3 separate regions of the Sus scrofa genome follow, and all the other regions are linked to region 2. The links are chromatin contacts, called in public Hi-C and HiChIP or PLAC-seq maps. All regions are on one chromosome and are shown on one strand. Each heading gives the region's core, a stretch centred on a gene start, on an enhancer-like site or on the middle of the called end of the contact. The rest is flanking DNA. Distances are from core to core; before and after follow the strand shown. Region 1 overlaps RAD51B (DNA repair protein RAD51 homolog 2). Region 2 has its middle 98 kb from the start of ZFP36L1. Region 3 overlaps RAD51B (DNA repair protein RAD51 homolog 2).

Evidence for each region. Hi-C and Micro-C count contacts between places; a contact is called where the count stands out from the background. HiChIP or PLAC-seq counts read pairs in DNA pulled down with a chosen protein or histone mark.
Region 1: an H3K27ac HiChIP or PLAC-seq map of alveolar macrophages shows a contact between it and region 2. The contact joins two enhancer-like sites. A contact is called at or near these places in 1 of 47 Hi-C or Micro-C datasets (embryonic fibroblasts) and 2 of 2 datasets of contacts at active chromatin or transcription factors (alveolar macrophages and skeletal muscle).
Region 3: a contact with region 2 is called in a Hi-C map of embryonic fibroblasts, with 3 times the contacts expected there. The contact joins two enhancer-like sites. A contact is called at or near these places in 6 of 47 Hi-C or Micro-C datasets (embryonic fibroblasts, epiblast stem cells, heart right ventricle and 2 more) and 2 of 2 datasets of contacts at active chromatin or transcription factors (alveolar macrophages and skeletal muscle).

What each region holds. Positions count from the first base shown.
Region 1 is chr7:92,102,807-92,107,766 of Sscrofa11.1, forward strand. The region is part of intron 9 of RAD51B (DNA repair protein RAD51 homolog 2); the gene reads left to right. LOC106507734 (a long non-coding RNA gene) reads right to left here. Exons shown (of 3, transcript XR_002346146.1): 2 at 4-949. Among named protein-coding and RNA genes, the nearest start is that of ZFP36L1, 390 kb to the right of the region's middle. Within about 2 kb of position 2,360, at least 32 of the 83 cell types and tissues checked have an H3K27ac peak or open chromatin away from gene starts, as enhancers often do. A contact at or near this core is called in alveolar macrophages and skeletal muscle, where this site is marked.
Region 2 is chr7:92,395,386-92,400,432 of Sscrofa11.1, forward strand. No RefSeq gene overlaps it. Among named protein-coding and RNA genes, the nearest start is that of ZFP36L1, 98 kb to the right of the region's middle. Within about 2 kb of position 2,521, at least 45 of the 83 cell types and tissues checked have an H3K27ac peak or open chromatin away from gene starts, as enhancers often do. A contact at or near this core is called in alveolar macrophages, embryonic fibroblasts and skeletal muscle, where this site is marked.
Region 3 is chr7:91,965,666-91,970,570 of Sscrofa11.1, forward strand. All of the region lies in intron 8 of RAD51B (DNA repair protein RAD51 homolog 2), which reads left to right. Among named protein-coding and RNA genes, the nearest start is that of RAD51B, 380 kb to the left of the region's middle. Within about 2 kb of position 3,391, at least 10 of the 83 cell types and tissues checked have an H3K27ac peak or open chromatin away from gene starts, as enhancers often do. A contact at or near this core is called in embryonic fibroblasts, where this site is marked.

The sequences.
Region 1 (4,960 bases), core at 1,110-3,609, 290 kb before region 2:
TACCTGCCCAGCTGTCTGCATGGTTTAGGAGATGTAAGGAAAGACGAGTGTCAGAGGAGGGATCAGGGTGACATCTAGTTTAACTAGTGCAGTCCTTGGTGGGCTCTCAAGCCTGACCCTTCTCTGGGCCCCTCGACAATAAACTGAGAATATTGATTCGTTCTTCCTCTTTTTCCTCATCTTGGGATTATAATGATGAGAGATATTTGGCATTTTATCCGATCAGCATTGGAAACTTGGCCTTCTGCTGGAGAATTCAAAAGTTCATATCAGGGGATGTTCAGAAAATGACTTCCTTCAGAATCAGGTGGTGGAGACCAATTATTATTAAATTCATAAAGCTTTCTTTCTCTCTCTCTGCCCTCTCTTCCTCCTTCCCTTCCTCCTCCCTCCCCACCCCTTCCCTTCCCTGTGGTCCCCTCCTCCCTCCCTCCCTGCCTTCTTTCCTCCTTCCTTCCTCCCTTCCGGTGTTCTTTTGTAAACTTGTTTCTGATGACCCCTTAATTCTTGCTTTTCAAGTTCAATTACATTTCTGTTGTTACATGTATATCAGTTGTTGAGTCTTTAGTATGCAGACGTGTTGAACTTGCCCTTCTGAAATTCTTCCAGGGTCACTTCGCCTTGTGGTCTAGGTCCAGGAAATTAGAATATTTCCAACTCATCAGGGACCATCTTGGCCTGGAGCAGAAGAGGGGTCTGAATCATTACCTAAGAGAGTTTTGTAGATTGTCACAGTTGGCAGCCTCAGAACTTGAGCTAATCCTGGAAATTCTTTAATTTCCCAGAAAGAAGGTTCCACAAGGTCAGGCTGAGGTCCTCAGAGAGAGCAGAGGGAATAAAGTTTGCAACTAGTCGCTTTTACAGCTGAACTTGAAGATAAATAAAATTATACCCATTTCTTTTGGATCATCAAGCATTTGACTTTCATTTGTTCTTTACTCCTTTTTCCCTGTATGTGAAGGAAAAAAAAAAAAAAAAGAATGCATTGTAATCACTGAAATAAAAGCAAACAAACTTGTTGATTCAGTTCCCATGGTGAATGCAAGGAAGGCCAGGCCAATAGAAACAACTGAGATATTACAAAAATGTGTTTCTTTCTGGCGGCTACACAGTCAGTCCTTTATATCCAGTCATTGTAATCAGCCCATCACCCAAGACTATTTCCAAGGTCATTATTCTGGTTGTGGGGGCTGCTTCTGCAAACAAGTGTTGATTCTACTAAATGTCCTCCCTCTCAAACGCTCTTTGGGGCAAACAATGAGTATCAAAGCATCATTCAGGAAAAGAAAATGTAAAAGATCAGAGAGATAAAACACTGCAGGTTTTCTAAAGGCTTAGGCATATCTGGCTCAAGCAACACAAATTATAAACTATGAAGCCACCTGTAAAATCCTGTTTTAATTAACTTGAAGGCACATCAATGTTATTTCAATTAAAATGAAATTCCGTTTAAATGGAAAACCACCCCTCCAGGGTACCTTGGGGCCTTGCTCACATGGATTTTAGGGTTGACAGGTGAAGCCTGTATTTAGAAAAACCAAAGCAAACTCTGTTTCTTTACAGCCTACTTAAACTTTGAAGGACCTGTCATAGGTTCCTTGGAATGTAAGGAGTGTCCATGGGTAGGGCCCAGGCACAGCTCAAAATGTTATTTGCCAATTCTTTTTCTGACTCTTCCAGTCTTCTTTCTGTTCCCAGCCTCCCTTCACCTCTTCAGTCCCTGGCCTTGGTGCCCCAGGACTACCTGTCCCTACTAGCTGATTTGTCCCCTACTATCCTTGGGGTGGACTGTGGATGACACAGAGATGCTTATAAAGAGACAGGGATGCCATCTCAGGCTTACAAGCAAAATGAATCTCAGATTGTCACAAAGGGCTGGTGAAAAAAATAGAACCCCTCTTCTGAAGCTAGGGCTTCACTAAATTTTTTTTTTCTTTTTGCGTTTTCTAGGGCTGCACCTCAGCATATGGAGGTTCCCAGGCGAGGGGTCTAATCGGAGGTGTAGCTGCCAAGCCTATGCCAGAGCCACAGCAACACGGGATCCAAGCCGAGTCTGCCACCTACACCACGGCTCACGGTAACACCGGATCCTTAACCCACCAAGGAATGCCAGGGATCGAACCCGCAACTTCATGGTTCTTAGTCAGATTCGTTAACCACTGAGCCATGACAGGAACTCCAGGCTTCACTAATTGTCTAAGAGCTGGAAGGAACCCTTAAGATCCTCTAATGGAAACCCTTCTTCCATGGAGTCAAAGTGACTTGTCCAAACCCTTTAAGGCCCCTCACATGGGGCTCCTCCATCTCGACTGCCATCCCTTCCCCTCCAGCCAGTGCCCCAGTTCTGTGGACCTGCTGATTACAACACCGTCCGTGGCTAGGAAACCCTGCCCTGTCAGCGGAACCTCTTTGCAGGCGAGCGGAGTTCACGTGCACACAGCACGTCAGGAGGACGGCTGAGTTTTAGTTCCAGTTCTGCCTTGCTTTGTTGGCTTAAACGAGTCACTTCTTCCTTTGTCTCTTTCCCCTATTGGTAAGGAGAAGATAATGAACCTTTCCACCGATCAGGCTCGCTGGAGTGTTATAACGAATAATGAGGTGATATTTGTAAAGTGCTTTGAGCGGCTGGGAACGAGGAGGGGTGAGCTCAGTAGAAAGCCTTATGCGCTGCAAGCACTTATCAACTGAGCTGTTGAACAATAGTGGCGACTAAGAATACTCAGAAATGAATTCCAGGGAGGAACCCTGCTTTGAATTTAGGAGGAGGATTAGTGGGGACCTAATAGGTATTCCACTTCTCCGGTTTCTTTGGTGTCCCCTCCAACCAGGAAAGGGAATTACATTCTTCTCTGTCGGATTCAGCCTGGAGTTTCAGTCGGGATGTCAGCGTGTACTTGTCTCCTCTTCTCACTCCGAGGCTGTGTTCTGTTGTAATTGTTAAAGCCTTGGGCATCTTCTCTCCCCAGGGATAATTTCACTTAGGAGCTATACAAATTAATTTCTATGCCGTGGCGGGGCTGCTGGTTAGAAGGGTGATTAGGGGAGCCTCGAAATCTAAAAGCGCCTGGGGAGCAATTTGGATGAAGCAAGGAAATCAAAAGGCAGGATCTTCATGTGGTTGATCTTTTTTTACTACACCGCCCCATGGGAATTTTCTCAGGCACTCAGATGTAGGCATAGTACGCAGCGTGGGACTGGACGGCCGTAGTGAAAGCCTCCTTCCTGGGAAGACGGAGACCTAGCCCAGGTAAAGGTGAACGTACCAGGTCCCTAAATATATTTAGAGCCACCTTGTAACGTCTTTACTCCCACCGAGAGTGAGCTGAGAGATGTTTATGGGGGCCCGACATGCGGGAATGTTTCCAAATGATGATTCTGGAGAGTTTCTGCAAACTCATGCCTCGCTGTTTCAGACCCTCAGTCCTGAGTTCAGTTCTCTCTCATTTTCTGGGCCAAGGAAGAAGAGCGAGGCAAATCCAAACCAGAGGAATGTTTGGAGCTTGTGCAACTCTCCGTAGGCCAACTGGACAGTGAGCCAAGAAGATTGGGGCTCCCTCCTCATTGGGCAGGGGTAGGGCTGAATTTTAGCATCCTCCTCTCAAGGATGTAGGGAGAGTTCAAGAGGTCATTTGGAACAGTGATTTTCCTGATCAAAGTTATATTAAGGAAATTATGCGGATACAGCTTTGTCCCCGGAAGTGTATGGGCTTCTTTGTCATCCCATCTTCCGCAAACCCTTCTTCTTAGTCCCTTCTCCAGGCCTCCGTCCATCCGTCTGTGGGGACTGACTGTCAGGCTTTCCGCTCCCAGGGGGACCAGTGGTGCCTGGACTAGCATCGCTCTATGATGACTTGTAAGCCTCCAGTAACCTTCAGCAATGGGCCCGAGAGCATCCCATCCTGCCTCTGCCTCTCCCTCTCTCTCACACATACACACACAAACACACACACACACACAGATGCACGTGTATACACATGGACACATGTGAGCACACCCTAGGCACCAGAGGCCCCTCTGTCCGTGGTGTCCAGCAAAGCCCCACTTGGATTTGGCCCCTCTCTGGGAGGTGACTCAGACCTCTGGACTCCTTCCTGAGTCTGCCACCAACTCATGTTGTGTTTCCTCAGCAAATCACATCTCTGCCCTGAGACTCCATGAAATAATCTGGGATTTGCTTGGCAGGATTCTCTGACCTCTCTCAAAGACCCCAATTTCTTGTTTATTATAGTTTGCATGTTTCAATCCTCCAAAAGCATTTGCAATATTTTCCTCATTTCCCTCTCCCAAGGTAGCTGTTTGGTCCCAGATGTGCATTTCCCTCCCCCCCCCCCCCGTGCCTTCTGGTGGTAGTGGTGGGGGTGCACTGAGACATTGGCCCCCCTCCTCTGTCCTTTCCTTCACCTCTGCCAGGGCAAAGACCAGGGCTGGGCTGACCTTTCCCGGCTGGGCCAGAAGAGAAGGCTGTGGAAACCCACACGCCCCCACTGGCCTCCCCTCTGCGGCCACAGCTGCCTGCCCTCCCCGCCCCCCCCCCTTGCCCCCCGCCTGCTCTTTCTCTCAGTGAGTCTCAGCGCCAGTGGCCCAGCGAGCCACTGGGAACAGAGGTCTGGCCCCTGCACTGGCCTGGGCTCCCCACACTAGAACATTCAGGCATCAATGGGAAACAGCAAGATCTGTCAGCATCGCCCCTTTCTGCGGGGCTTTGAGGGCTCCATTCTCCACGGCCATCTGTTCTCTTTCACCTCTCTGGACAATGTTGCTTTTTAAAGCCAGCGATTCTTCCTTCTTTATCCCCTCCTCTCTCCCGCCTCCGCCTCTTCTCTGTTCCCACCCTTTCCCCCCCTCAGCTCTCTCTTTGCCCAACCCTATGAAATTTGCCTCTCTGAAGAGAAAACTCACCCTTCTTCCACGCAAAGCCATTCTGCAACCGCTATGGGTTTTTTGTTTTTATTAAAAAAAA
Region 2 (5,047 bases), core at 1,271-3,770:
TATTGATACTTTTTTTTTCTTTTATACTTTTGCTCACGTTTCTGTCTTTATATTTTCATGTTTCACATTTAGGTTTATGATTCATTTTGAGTTATAGGCTAAGGTTTTTGTTTGCGTTTAGTTTGGTGGGGTTTTGGGGGGTTTGTTTTTTTGTTTTTTTTTTTGTTGTTTGTTTGTTTGTTTTGGTATATGGAGGTCCAAATTTTCCAGCACCATTTTTTTTAAGACTCTCCTTTCTCCATTGAATTCCCTTTGTACTTTGCTAAAAATTAACTAACTCTGCGTGTGTGGGTCTATTTCTGCATTTTCCATTATATTCCACTGTTATCAATGACCATCCTTTCATCAGTTCTACTGTCTTGATTACTCTAGCTTGATAACGATTCTTAAAATCAGGGAGTGTGAGTCTGCTTAAGTTGCACTGTTTTCCTACAAGGCCCTCCTCCTTCCCGTGGTCTTTTAGGCCAGGAGGCAGAGACCGAACAAAGCTCCAAGGCCCTGATGTGGCCTTGTGGGCCACTGTGATGCAATCTCCACCGGCCAGGATCACACAGTCAGTAGAAGTGCTGACGCACTTATGTTCTCTGCTTTTACCCAGCAATGTCAGACCTCCAAGCCTCTGCCTGCACAGCCCTGCCTCGGCCCCACCCCACCCCTTTTTCTTCTCCTGGTTAAACCTGGACCATCCTTTGAGGCTCCGCTAAGTCATGCTCCCCTTCAGGACACCGTGTCTGACTTCCTGGACTGGCTGAAGGCCCGACTCACTGTTGCCATGCTCCCACCCCCAAGCCTCCCTCTAGCTCAGTGTCCACCACATTCAATCTATAGACGTGTCAGTGACTGTCTCTGCCTCTGCCGCCAACACCCCGGGGCACATAACGTGTCTACTTTAGCAGGCTCCTCCCGGTGCCCAGCCCAGCCCCTGGCACAGCGCTGGTGCCAACACCTGGTTCTTGAATGAACAGAATCCACGGCACTTTCCTTGGGGCCCCATGTCAGCGGCAGTGGGAAGATGCCAAGCTCAGCCTGGAGAGGAAATCAGCTCTCCACCACTTTCTCCTCCTCTGTCCTGGTCCTCTTGTCTGAGGCCTTGGGAGCCTCAGCCAGTAAGAAAGGGTGATCAGAAATTCTGGCTCCTGAGAGGAAAGGAATTTCTCTTAAAGAATAGGGATCTCATTAGCAAACTCCAGGGGAACCAGGATGGCCTCCTCAAAAGGTTCCCACGTAAGCAGTTCACCACAGTGGCTGGAGTAGGGACTGGACCCATCTGCCCAGGTTTGAAATCAGAGTTCCCGAAGCTCCAGCTGCTTTACTACTAGGGCAAGTTACTTCACTTCTCTGTGTCTCAGTTTCCTCATCTGTAAAATGGGAACAAAGTGCTTCTTCTTTGGGTTGCTGTAGGGTTTTAAAGTCAATAGTGTGTATAAATAAATATAGGTATATACTTAAATATATACTTACTATGAACAAATGGGACAGATACCAATAAAGTGGGGTTGCTATCATTCTTTGGGGATTGCGACACCCTTGATGTCCACTGCTGTCAAGAGCACAGCTTCTTCCCCACTGGTCCCCCTCCCTCCTCAGGCAGGCATCAAAGCCATCAGCTTCCCGCTGCTGCTCTGATGCTCCCAGGAGCCATGTGCTGGGCAACAAGCCAGCAATGGGGACAGACTACTCCGGCCTCAGCATCCCTGTGTGCCACTAGGTGCCCAGCATTGTGGGCATCTCTGCCCAATGAGGCCTGGGTGGGAGTTCAGACCTGGATGCCCTGGAGTCCTCGGACAGCGATGGGTCAGCTTCAAGGCCAGAGAACCTAGACCATCTGTTGTGGGGGAGAAGCTCACTGGCAAGGGGACCCCAGGAAGCAGAGTCCTGTTTGCCTGCAAGATTAGATCACTCTGAAGGGGAGCCGGGGGGCCAAGAGAGCACCACTCACTTTATTCCAGGGCAGAGCACAGAAACCTATCTGAAAATGAGCAACTTTGAGGTCTGGAGGGAGGGAACCCCATTGTGTCTGGCCTTCCTCTCCGGATCTCAGGCTGCACACCTGGCTGTGTGCTCCACCCAGGCCGAGACAGAACATTCTGGGAGTTGCAGTCAGTGCAAAGGGCCCTGGAAGAAGAAGACAGCTGCTGGTTCTTGGGGCACCTGCCCGCCTCCCGCAGCCCCTCACACCTGGGCCACTAAACTTGGGCCTGATGGGCGGCCCCACCCTCCCACCCGCAGGGGAGCAACTCCCTCCTTCTTGCCTCATTGGTCCTGGCTGGACTTCCTGGTTCCTGGGTCCCTCACCCCCTCCCCCACCCCAGCACCACCCCCTGCAGAGCTGAGAAGGGCCCTGGGGTCAGGCTGCTTCCAGGCTGGGCGCCTCACAGCACCGCCAGGGAGGAGTGGGTGGACAGTGCTTTTGCCAGAGCCCCGGGGAGGAGGGCAGGGCATTCTTTTGAGTCCATTCAGCCGCTCAGCTATTTCCTGCCCTGCTCCAGCACCCGGCATGCTCCACCTGCTCTTACTTAACCATTTCCTGTTTACTGCCGGCCTCCTGCAGCCTCCAAGCTCCCCTGCAGCAGCCAGCAGCCCAGCCAGAGCTCCCCAGACAGACAGATGGACGCCTGGATGCCTGGAGAGACGAGGCTGGATGGCTGCTCTCTGGGCAGCAAAGGGCAGCCTAGTCCTTCCTTTTGGGCAGTTTTATCAACCCCAGGGTTAGATGGCATGGCTGGGCTTCCCCGGGGTGCAGATATGGGCCTGGGAGGACAAAAAGGACCCTCCCTGGCCCAGGCTGAGTCATCCCCTCACAAGAATCAGCCGTGGCCTCTAGTAGCCTCCTCTTCCTGGCGGCCCCCTTTCCTGTGGTCACCTGTCCACAGCTCCTCTCCCAGCTTCCCCACCAGGGCCAGACAGACACAAGAACCCTCGTGGTCCTTTTCACCTGCAAGGTTCCTACAGGCGAAATCTTCAATGGTGCTCTAATTACAGATTTGCAGGCAAAAATGTGGTCCCAGTCTCAGCACCACCTCTTTCTAGGTCTCTCACTTGGGCGAATTAAGGAACCTGTCTGGACTTCAGCTGGGTTTGGGTTGTTTTTTTTTCAAGGAGTAATAATATTACCTGTGGCCAAGGTCCATGTGATCATGATACCATATCACGTATGTGAAAGTTCCTAGTACAAAAGAAGCAATTGATGGTGTTGACTCCTATTATTATAGAGAAATTTCTTTAAAATTCCTCTATGTGTCGTGTTTTTTTGAAAAATGGTAAGAAAGCCCTCACTTCCTTGCCCTTCTAAAACTATGGGCTGACATGGAGCGAAATAAGAGAAGAGGCTTCTTGAACATCTCATACCCATGGGCTGTTGAAATTGCCCCTCAGCCCCAAATACGGCAGCAGGGATAGGGTGGACAGGGAGGAGCAGGACCAGTCCTGCAGAGAGAATCGTGGCTCCATGCCAAGGCCCGAAAGAGCAGGGAAGGCTGCAGAGGTGCCCTGAGACTCAGTCATCACTGGACCCATGGAAGCCCCTGGAGGCCACCTCTCAAACGTGAGGCTCCCCGCACCAGCTGCCTTAGCCTCATCTCTCGTCTTTCTCAACTTCGGCACTGTTGACACTTCAGCTAGGAGAATCCTTGGTTCTAGGGGTTGTCTTGTGCATTGTAAGATGTTTAGCAGCATCTCCAACTTCTGCCCAAAAAATGCCAGTAGCATCCCTTCCGCCCTCGCCAGTCGTGACAACCAAAAATATCTCCAGACATTGCCAAATGCCCCTGGGGCTGGGGATCACCTCCCTGCCTCCAGGGAGAACCACTGCTCTGGAAAAAGGCCATGAGCCATAGAAAGGGGTCCCCTGGTCCTCCACAGGTCCATCCCCCATCTCCCTACCTGCTCCTGGGTCTGCCTCCACACCTCATCCCCACCCCAGGCCTGGCTGGGATGTCTCCCCCAACATTCACTGGAAGAAGCAATGCCAATTCCCCAGCAAATGAGCTACCAGAGTTGGCCTCCAAGAGCAGGCAGCCCACTGCATCTTGGGAAGGCAGCCTTGTCCAGCTGGTGGCAATTAGCTGATGAGCTGACTCAGCAAGAATGGCCAGCGCTTGGCCAGGGAGTGGTCAGTGGAGGCGTCTAGGGGCTAAAAGAGGAAGCCAGAGCTCAGAGATGAGCCAGGCATGGCAGGCATGAGACTGAGGCAAGGCCACAGGTGGTATGCAAGGGCACTAACCTGGGAACTTTCTGCTTGGCCAGCAGCCGGCCCCTGAGAAGGCCACAGAGGGCTGAAAGGGGGCTCAGAGCCCCAGCTGCTAGGCACTACCTCCCAGAGACCCCAAAAGTCCAGCCAGGCTAGACTCCAAACATTCAGTCAACCCAGGCTGGCCACTCTTGGAACCTCACACCGGGTTGGGGGCACAAAGCTTCCAGTGGGACAGGTTTTATACATTCCAGCAAAGGTAACGACGAGAGCCCTACAAAGAAGGTGTGGAGGAGGAAACCGGCCGGCTTCACGGAGGAGGTGACTTTGGAGCCAGTTTTGTCAGTTGAGGAGGGGTTCGCCAGGCAGAGAGGCTGATGGAGGAAGGGCATTCAGGGGAAGGGTGCCCAGTCCTTGCACAGGGCAGAGCTGCCTAAAAAACAGGGAAAGGCTGCAGCTCTGAGGGGGGGTTGGTGTCGGACCCCTGGTGGGCAGCACGGCCCTTAGGTCATGGGGTGGGGGGTGTGGTGTGTTTGAGACTGGCTGGCGGCCGTGTGAAGAATAGGCAGTTTGACTCTGCCTCCCTCTCTCCCATCTCACCACTGAAGTTCACGTCACCTTGATGCCAAAATCAAGGTATTCTGGTCTCAGCAAGCTGGCCATTGTTCCTGCAAGAAACCAATCTTGAGTATAACTTGGCCTTGGAGAAAAAAAAAAAAAGGACTTCCCATCATGGCACAACAGAAACAAATCAGACTAGGAACCATGAGGTTGCAGGTTTGATCCCTGGCCTTGCTCAGTGGGTTAAGGATCCGGCGTTGCCATGAGCTGTGGTGTAGATCACAGATGAGGCTCAGA
Region 3 (4,905 bases), core at 2,141-4,640, 430 kb before region 2:
CTTGAAAAATTCTGTGAATGGAGGATGAAGAAATAGGAGCCACGTAAAATAATGTGAATCTAACTGGGATATGTATTTTTGAATTTACATTTAAATATGATCCTATTTTTGATTCTGGAAATTCAGTACCCTCCTTCAGGCCTTCATCTAGTCTCCTCCTTCACCTTTACCACCCCCGCCGTGTACCCCCCCACGCACACCTTTTGGGAAATAATGCAGAAATATACGCAGCATTTTTAATGGCGTCATACTTAAACTGCTTTGCAACTTGTTTCTTTTTTATATAAAAACATTGCAGAAAAAGTATTTCTTTTTTAACAGCTGCTTATGCAGTTATTTGCATATATGCATACGTATTATGTATGCTTTTCACCCCTTGTTATTGATACACATTTAGATGCCTCCTAATTTTTCACTCTTTCAAGCAATGCTGCAGTGTTAAGTTCTTTTTCTATTAGAAAGGAATGTTTCTTCATGTAAATGTGGTCAGGACCAGAAAAATGTAAAGAAAATAAAAATCACTTTCTTGTAATCCTCTATCGAGAAATACCTTTAACATCTTGGCATATTCACTTCCACACTCTTTTCAGTGTATTTGTGTATTTATAAAATGGTTAGGCTGTTATATGTAGGTTTGGTCCTTTTTTTTTTCTACTTAATAGTTTACTTCAGGTATTTTCTCTCATCATTTAAATCTTCTTTTTGGACAGATTTTTATGTGTTGTAGTTTGTCTCCTATGAGTTGTCTGTTTATGTCTTTTGTTGGTTTTCTATGGGGATGTTAATGTGTGTTTTTATATTGATTTGTAAGAACTCTTTGTAGGAAGGCCATTCGTCTTTTGTCTTTCGTATTCATTTTACTTATTTCCTTAGTTTTTCATTTACCTTTTAATTGTATTTGTGGAGCCATTGATAAATAAAAGTCTTAAATTTTTGTGTAATCAAATATGTCGGTATTTTTTTAGTGATTTCTTTTACTCTTAAAAGGACCTTAAAAGAAGCTAGGATAATAATAGACACATTTTTTAGCACTTAGCTACCATGTCAACCGTTTTATATTATCACTTTTTATATATTTACTCTTTACAACAAACCAATGAGGTAGGTAATGTTATCTCTGTTTCCCTGTTGAGGAAATTAAGGCACAGAAGATTATACAGAAAGAAGTGAAATAAACGCAGGCAGCCTGGCCCAGGAGCCCACACTCTTCCCACTTCATTATATCACCATATGTTTCAGAGAGTATATTTTTTTAGCCTCAAGTACTATGCAAAATCCTGCTTTACCTCAACAATCACCAAAAAGAAGAAAAACACCCATGTATTCTCCCAGCGTTTGAATAGTTTTAATTATATGGAAGTCTGGTGGGTCCAGATCTAACCGTGGTGTGTGTGGTATAAGCTGGGGCTCGTATTTAATTTTTTCAATTAGTTGATGTACCCAGTATGTTAGCACTTCTTTAAGAATTTGGAAAGGACTTGGCTTGTTCCAAGAAGCCTGTATAATTTGTGCCACTTCATGCTGTTTCTTCAATTATATTTCTTCAGAGTTGTTGGTTTCCTCAGCAACTTTGGTCTGCATAATTTTGTGGATTCTTAGGTGGCTGCTGGATTAAAAGTTTCATGAAAGAAAAGAGACTAACTCTTCAAGTTGTTTTGACTCTTTATGTAAGAGCTTCTTATTTTAGGGTCAGTGGACCCCTCACCTCCTTGAATGGATATCCATGAACTCAGATAAGAAACAATATTACACTCCATTTTCGCTAAACTTGTAATGAAATTGTTTAACATTTCCTTCCATTCCGAAGGAAGACAACACACCACAGTTGTATTAGCAGTACCTGTGATTTTAAATTATTGATACTTGACTATTTCAATTGTTCCAGATATCTTGAAATATTCCTTATACTTACCACTACTTTGACATTATCGTGATTACATTAGGCCCACCACTAGATTTTGCTGTTTAATCAATTAAGAGGCATATTTATTAATATTTCGTGTATTCGAAAGTTATGTCTGAAAACTGGATTTCCATAAAATTGGTGTCCTTTGTGATTGTCCTAGCCAGTGTTGCTGGCCATTTCTGTCATGCCCCTCACCATCTGATGTCTGCTAAGTGTTCTCTCTGGAAAAGAGTAGGAAGTTTCTCTTTGTATTTTATTTTATGTACTTGGAAATATTTTTCTGAGATGGCTTCCATAGCTTTCATCAAACCACCAAAGGGATTGTGGCTTGAACATTATGAAGTCTGTTAGGTGAATGCATTGGGCTTTATGAATACTCAGGTACTGAGTAACCAGGACGTGATTTGGGAGGAGCTGGAAAAATAGTCCAGCATGTACTTCTCTGTGGCCTTGATTCCTTCATGTCTGGAATATTCTGTTTCTCCTCCTAGACAGAACTACATCCTCCCTTCTCCTTCCTTCCCCCTTTCACCTAGTACCTCTCATTTCTTCCTCATTCTCTCTCATTTTTATTTCTTTTTCTTCCTCCTTCATTTAGCTCCTCCTCCTCCTTTTTTCTTCCTTTTCCTCTCCTTTCTAAAAATATGAATATCTTAAAGAGTTTTGTGTTTCAACTATTTTCAAAAAATGCTTCCTCTTTTGGATCTAAGAATGAATCCAAAGATGGGGGGGGGAAGAGTTGAAAGCAAGCATTAATAACATCAAGAAGAAGTAAGATTTGCCAACGATAAGTGTAAGGTAACTACCTGGAGATCATTAAGAATTCACCTTGAAGGGCATCTATTTGGTGTGTTGGTCTGGCTCCAGGAAGGAGCCTGTGCATCTTGGTTCTGGCCCCATAATTCCGAGTCCTGTTTTCATGTCTGACTTACCTGGCTCCTTTTTATAAATTGTTTGCCTCATAAGATAATCATTTGCTCTTAATTTTCCAAGTACCCATAGGGAGGGACCTTTTTGAAAGAATGAGTTAATCAGACTGTATTACTGATTTGCAGTCATTTCTTTGGGATCGGTTCAAGACTATACATATTTATGGGCAAAAGTTATCACACAGTTTTGTTTAAAGTGGAACTTTTGATGCCTGAAATAAGTTAGTGTTTAGTTTCTGAGATTCATGGTCTCACCTGTCTGCTGAAATGTAATAGTGATTCATCTTAGTCATTGGTCATGGGTACCAGTACCTACTGATACCATCTGTATGGCTTTAGCATTTTTCCTCTTTTCCTTAAAGTAAGTCCTGTCTGGGATAATGCCATTTTTCTACACTAAAAACATTAGCTCGTCTTACAGCTAACATAAGCTGAAAATTAGAGGTGCCTGGGGGAGGGAAATGAGGCAGATGGATTGTTTACACGAGTGCTATAGTTTCACTTTTCATGCACCAGTCACCTTGGAAGAATGAATGCCCTGTAAGTTTGCCAATCAGATTGCTCCAGTCATCTCTAAACATTCCATTTGGTTTATTAGAATAATAAATACTGTGCAAAGAGAATTCATCTGGATCCAGGACATTATTCTGTGGTCAACTAGAGAAATATGTGCTACACCTTACCTCTGACTCGATTTGGTCAGGTGACACATTGAATTTGACAAGTGGATACAGATTTACTCTCTTTGGGCATTGACTCTGAGAATAGGTCACTGGAGTTACAGCTTGTGTAACTGAAGTTATAGCATCTTTGTTACCTCTCCTAGCCAATGTTGGTGGCCATTTCTGTCTTGCCCCTCACCATCTGATGTCTGCTAAGTGTTCTCTCTGGAAAAGAGTAAGAAGTTTCTCTTCATCCTGCCAGGCAGATTTGGGCATCTGAAATCAGCCCCAGAGAAGTCTTACCGAAGAGTCCATTTAAATGTTTCATCTGATTCGATGACTATGACTCTGAATTCATTTCCGTTTGGGAAGTGGAAGTTTTTAGGGCTGGTTTTCAGATCCTTCCATGTGTCCCTTCTCTTACTCACCCTTGTTACAGCTGTTCCCACCCATACCTCTGGTGCTCTTGGGGAAGAAGCTCTGTGAATTACACTGCTTCATCATAGCAGTTTGGGATTTTCTCTCACCCTGCTTTCTTTATCTGTAGAGTCCCTCTTCTCTGAGATCAGCTCACAATCCTTCTATGTCTCCAAGCCCTGGGTCAGATCCTCCCTCCTTCACAAGCCTATCCTACTGTCTTAATCTCTCACCACCCATCTCTCTTGCTGTGAAACTTTAACAGATCTGACAGTTGATATAAAAAGTTAGACTTTGGGCACAGGAAGCAATCAAATTGAGGCAGATAAATACTAAAATCATCAATATAAAATTTGGGTTTATTCATCTAAGACATATTAAAAAGATCGTAAGTAATCAGTATTTCTATGAACAAAGCTCTTACTTTACCATTTGATTACTGGGGGCAAAAGTTCTAGAGAAAAGTAATAAAATCTAAGATGGAAAAAAATTAGAAAATGATCAATGCAGTAGTCAGATTAATTGCAGCATTATTTATGAAGGGAAAACACCCTCAATGTCTAACAGTGGTGACTAGTTCCTTTAATACTATGCTTCTATTAATTGATAACAATTTAAAGTTAAATGATTTTAAATATTTTGCATCGGTAAGAATTTTGCCATGATGGTAAACAGTAAGAACAGAATATCAAATTATAAAAATGTGTATATATGGATCAGGATGGAGCATGGATAAATGAAAACAGTTGACTTGTTAAGTTAGTGCATGGGTAGTTTTTTTAATTGGAAGATTTCCATTGTAACAATATTATAAAACCCTGAAGTTTATTATAAGACTATATTAGAGTTTTAAGTGCTGTTTTCTATGAAAATTTTTGACATCCTAACTCAGTTATAAGCTTTGTAAAAGTGGGGACTCTTTGCCTTTTATTTCTACCATAGACTGTTTTTTGAAAGAGTAAACTGGGGAGTTCCCATTGTGGCCCAGTGG